Regions from separate parts of the Dromaius novaehollandiae genome. Here region 2 is linked to region 1. A link is a contact called in public Hi-C data. All regions are on one chromosome and are shown on one strand. The core of a region is the stretch at or near the end of the contact, and the rest is flanking DNA. Distances in the headings are between cores, read along the strand shown. Region 1 overlaps NAP1L1 (nucleosome assembly protein 1 like 1). Region 2 holds the start of OSBPL8 (oxysterol binding protein like 8).

What was found. A called contact is a pair of places that touch in the nucleus more often than the background predicts.
Region 2: a contact with region 1 is called in a Hi-C map of brain, with 4 times the contacts expected there. The contact joins the promoter of OSBPL8 here to the enhancer-like site in region 1. A contact is called at or near these places in 2 of 4 Hi-C or Micro-C datasets (brain and ovary).

Annotation. Positions count from the first base shown.
Region 1 is chr1:38,800,145-38,802,964 of bDroNov1.hap1, forward strand. All of the region lies in intron 4 of NAP1L1 (nucleosome assembly protein 1 like 1), which reads right to left. Among named protein-coding and RNA genes, the nearest start is that of PHLDA1, 19 kb to the left of the region's middle. Within about 2 kb of position 1,442, at least 1 of the 2 cell types and tissues checked has open chromatin away from gene starts, as enhancers often do.
Region 2 is chr1:38,999,478-39,002,269 of bDroNov1.hap1, forward strand. OSBPL8 (oxysterol binding protein like 8) reads right to left here and starts at 1,506. Exons shown (of 24, transcript XM_064509287.1): 1 at 1,250-1,506. The coding sequence starts at 1,427.

The DNA of each region.
Region 1 (2,820 bases), core at 192-2,691:
AGTTATTACTCCATTAAGGAAGGCGTCAATCTTGAAAAAGTTTTGAAGTCAGGAAAGAAGCTAGTACTATCATCTTTAACATATTACTTATCATTCCCAAAGTGAGCAAGAGCTGCTTTGCTAAATGAGCTACTGTGTCATACATATTTACCAGGAAAGTATTAAAGCAATCTTCATTGTAAATACTTGTCAGCTGTAACTAAGTTTTACTTGTAGCAAGCTACACTAATGTAAACTTACTGTCAGGACAGAAAGCGCCTACATTAAAGCTTTTAGTGAGATTTATGGGGTAGATTGTGGACAGTCTCCACTTCCCATTAGATGAGTCAATCCCCAGCACACGGCTACAGAAAATTATGTCAGTGTCCCATATTTGTTTTATTTAAGCAGTTGGGCTATGTTATTAGAACACAGCCCTAAACAATTGCTTTTTATTATTAGGGCCAGCTTCAGGTTAGTGGAAGTAACCAACAAGAATGCGTTAACTTAGTTAAACACTGAAAGTTACTATTCATTACTAATGCTATCATACCTCTATTAAGTAGGATATGCACATGTTCCAACATCTTTGTTTACTTTAAAATGCAGACTCATTCTCCCTAACAGGTTTATGCTCAACATGAATATACTGTCTCTGGTTACCAAGACACTACACAGATCAACAATAGATCAACATCTACCTTGTACTTTTGCCCAAATCAGAAAGGTATGTGCTGCAGGTACTACCAAAAAAAGCTCAAGTTTAGTCATGACTGTTCATAAAAGATTTAACATTCTCATTACTCTCACATTCTCCCAGCCCCTAGTCACCTTAATCCTTTGCCACAATTCTGGCTTCAAGAACAAGCCCAGAACAAATCGCAACTTAAGTATCATGTTCAGTCAGTTAAGGAAAAAGTGTTACAAATAAAAATAAAACATAGGTAAGTAATAAAAAAAAAATCACCCAATTGATGCCACATACATATATTTAGACTAAGAGTACTGGTTCTAGCAATTGCAGATAAAAACAAACATGAAATTTTTAAGATGGTAGTGCCATACATGCAGTGTGTTCAGTTCTAGTTTGCCAAGGTAATAGAGGTTAACCCCTTTATTACAGAACATATGACGTGCAACAGATTCTAGAGACAGCTACATTTCATAAGAGTCTATGCCAACTAGTTCAAATTTCAGGATCTATACATCCACTACCTTTATAAACTCCGTACTTTAAAAGGAAAAGTAGTTTCATGAAAGAGACAGCTACTACTAAGTACATCTAAAAGGGGAAAGCAGACCTAAAGCCTAAACAGGAATGTGCAAGTGCAAAATGGCAAGTATAACACGGCTCCGAACACAAGCCAATAATGACTTAAGATCACACAAGAATAAACCTCCACCAAGCAGCTGAGGGAATTTCAGTCAGGCTTAGGTGAAGAGGTATGTCATTTGATAGCTGCCAAACAACCAGCAGATTTTAAGCAGGAGCAGATGTTTTGCCAGAACCTGTTTAGTTTCCGACCAGCTTATGCATCTAGTTCCTTAACAGCCCACATAACAGGCTTTTAAGACTTCAGACTGCTGCTGACTTCTGTGCCATCTCCGTGTCTAGACTCTAGATAAATAAGCTTAAAATAATACTTGGAAAGACATTGAAGAGATACCTGTAAAACATGGTTAAACCTGCATGCACGTGTTGACAAACCACAGACTCAACAAGCTGCATACATTTTTCCAACTTCTTCCACTGCAAGTTAGGTATTTGGTACAGTGACAAAGTTGCTATGTTTTTGTAATAGATGATGTGCTACTATACTTGAACAGATGAAGAAATGGTATAATATCTTAGAGGGAGCAACTGAATAAAAGAATGCCATGTAAATCAATAATACTTGTTTTATTCACTTCTTAGATCAAGGACTTGAAAGATTAGTAAAAGTTAATTAATATCTGTTGAAAAACATAAGAAAAATATTGGATGTGGAAAGCCAACAGCGTACAGTATGTTGAACAACAGAAAGAACCCTGTATACAGATCTCAAATGCAGTGGGTGATGCTGATAAGCATACATTTAGAAGTTCGTTGCCAATTCCACCTTCCTCTGCCAACAGAAGACAAAACTCCACTCTTCAGCAGATTTATCCATATCAGTGGTAGCACATACCACACTTCAAAGTTATTTCATACTAGACAGAGCTTGAGACATTGCTCCTTCACCTCACTCAAAGAATTAATTATAATTGATATAGATGTTTATCTACATCAGAGAGAGAGGGGAAACAAGGAATCCCTTTGACTCCATGCCCTTTCTTGTACTGATATTTATTAGGGGAGCCTATTAGCCAAACAAGCTTTTCTTCCATGCTACTACCTATAGTAAGAGGGAAAAGTTGTAGTAGTAGTAGTAATAGCAGCAGTAGCAGATAAGCCTATTACTCAGTAGCTGCCCCAGTTCAAGTCAATAGGGGCATAAGAGTATTAAAGGAAGATAGTCATACACTCTACAGCTCCTGTGGTTTTGATGAAAAGCTTACACACAACAAATTACGTAAGAGGCAGAAATGCTACTCTTAATGCAGATGGAGTAAAATATCAAGACTTGAAACAATTTTGTTTGCTACAAAAGCAGTCCACATGAAGCACCAATAAAACACTCCTAATTTTACCAACTTTTCTGGTTACACGATAACCACAAGATGATGGGATTAGAAACATTAGGTCCCTAAGTACTTGCCCATACTTAAACTGGTGTTTTATGATTAAGGCAAAGCTATGAAAGACACTTCAAATAGCAGGAAAACATCTTAAAGAAGGATGCCATTTTGTAATAATAGGGA
Region 2 (2,792 bases), core at 256-2,755, 200 kb after region 1:
GACCAGTACTTAGGGATATCAACACTGAACTCCCAGCAACTGGGGAATAGATCTGACAAAGGCAGCAGGGGAAGAGAACCATACACATTTGTGCCACTGCCCATAATGCTACAGAACAACTTTTGATCAACTGCTGTCTTTTCAAAATTGTGACAGTTAGGTAGACATTAAACAAGCATCATCAGGGACTCAACTGTGTAATATTTAACGCATCAAGCATTGATTTCTATTCTATTTTCTGTGATTAAATTGAAATAACTAACTCTAAGAAAATTTCCAGATGAAAAATAGCAGTTTTAAAAGGCTTCCTGTCCTCAGATCCAAAACAGACAAGCAGCAAAACCTCACATTAGAAACATCTTCAGCCACACACACTTTGGTATTAATGGTTTTCCTCCTCCTTTTAGAAAATGAGTATTAATGGTTTTCCTCCTCCTTTTAGAAAATAAGCTCTATACAGCAGCCCTATAAAATATGATTTACGAAGACTGTATTTCAAGGAAACGTTCAAGACACATATGAATTGACACCGAGTATGGCAAAAAAACGTTGCTAGACAACTTGTGAGCACACTTTTTTCCAAAGTGAGCCATTTATAAGGCCTGCTCATAAAGATACAGAGGAACAGCTGGCAGCAGTAAGGGACCAGTTACAATAACAGGGATTTAGGCTTCATTCCCCAGGGAGATTACTTTCCCAGCGTGAGTGGAAGAAGATTACTGACAACCAAAGGAGTGAAATTTTAGCTGCATCTGGTACTTCACACGACTGCCTCCAAGTTGTGGTTTGTGGATCCTTGTGGGTTGAAGGTGCACGGACGGTAATTAAGAGCAACTCTGTCATGAAGTAGGCTTAAGTGTCCTATTAATGCCCTGCGATGCACGGCTTCACTACAAAGCGTTACTGGTCTGAAATAGGGGATAGTTTTAAAACGCCGCTGCGCCTTGACAGCGTGGTCGCAGCGGGCGCGCTAACTCCCCGTTTTTCGGTTTCGGCACGCTACCGGTCCTCAGTTTCAGGGGGACGGAGGAGCCCGCGCGGCCCCGAAGCCCCCCGCCAGGCATCGAGCAGCCTCGAACCACGGCCACACGCACCAGACCGCGGGCACCGCCGCCACAGCGGCGCCCCGCACCGACGGCGAGAGCAGCCGCGCCCGCCCGGCCCAGCCCGGCCCGCGGGGCTCCGGGGCACCTCCGGCTCCCGGCGCGCCCGGAGCGATGGGGACGCAGCCCCGCGGCCGCGCTCTCACCTCGGTGCCAGCGGGAGGCGCGACGGTCGGCGGAGGCCGCTGCCGGCCGGGAGCGCTCCGCTCGCCGCCGCCGCGCTCCGCCCGTGGCGCGCGGCCCCGCTCGCTCGGCCGCCGGCGCACGCGCGCGCGCCCCCCTCAACTCCCACCGCGGTGCAGAGTCGCCGCTTGATTCTCTCATCGGCCGCCGCGCCGCGCCCCCTCCGCGAGCCTGGCGGGCGCACGCGCGCCCCGCCCAGTCACGTGCCTCGTTAGCATTGGGGCCGCCCCCGTCGCTGAGGGGTCGCGTGCGCTCTGCGGCTTCGCTTCCCCCCCCCCCCGCGGCGCGTGCCCGCTCCCGCGGCGCGTGCCCGCTCCCGCAGCGCCGCCCCCTCGCGCGGGCCGTTAGCTCGTCCCGCTCCCGCAGCGCCGCCCCCTCGCGTTCGCCCCTCTTCCGCAGCCCCGCCGCCTCGCGCTGGCCGTTAGCTCGCCGCTGGGCGCGCGGGCCTGTGTCTGCGCGAGCGGGGAGGGCGGGGCAGGGCAGGGTGAGGGGGCTTTTTACCTGTACCTCTCCCAGCTGATGCGCAGTATTTTCATTGCTTTTGCCCTGGGACGAGAAAGGAGACTTCGTAAGACTGCAGGGCGGCTTTGCTGCTGGTCGTGTGCTGTCATCGACTAAGCCGCAGGCCTTGAGTGTTTTTATCTGTGTGACACCTGGAGGTGCTGGCAGACCTACCAGCTGTAGTCGGTAAAATCCAAGTGAGAGGCTGGACAATTATCAGTATTTTTTCCACAGAATAACTTTTGTCCATTCAGATACAGTGGTCTAGAAGCTAAACTCTGAGCCTCAGCCCCTTGCTGTTTCCTATTTCCTTCCAGCACAAAGAAAATCCTCTGAAGCAGTTTTGAAGGAGAGAAGTCCTGTATATCAGGCTGACTTTGGTGTCTCCATCCCTCCTGCAATATGAGGTCAGTTTCTCATCCACCTTCATCCATAGGGGCAGGTCCTAGAGGAGGAGATAGGAGACTCTGAACTTGCCCCTTTTACCTGCGGGAGATCCTACCATGGCTCAGGATGATGGCTTTAATGAGTACCTGGAAATGTATAACAAATATTCTTAGGCCAACAACATGTTTTATGATAAGACTGAGGTACCAGTGCGGGGCTAAAAGAAGAAAGCTGCTATAAGGGAAGCTGTGGGAAGTATAATTGTTTTAAAGCTGGGAAGCACTGAGGGACTGAGGTAGGAAGGAGGATTCAAAGATCATTCCAAAACAAACAAAAAAAGCACAATATAATCTGAAAGGCAAAACCAAGACATTCTGGGGGGATAGTTGGAGGGAGGCCTAGCTGGGAGGGAGCTACTGAAGTTCATGGTGTTGGATTTTAATTTTTTGTTATAAGCAACTTTCTTTCAAGGAGCACTACTCCTTCAAGTAGATACTATAAATTGTACTGAATGTTGGAAATAGTTCAGTGATAAATAGCATAAAAGCATTGTAGTAATCATTAAGTGTGTTGTAATAATTTAGGCAGCAAAAAAAATAGTAAAAATGGAAGTAAAAT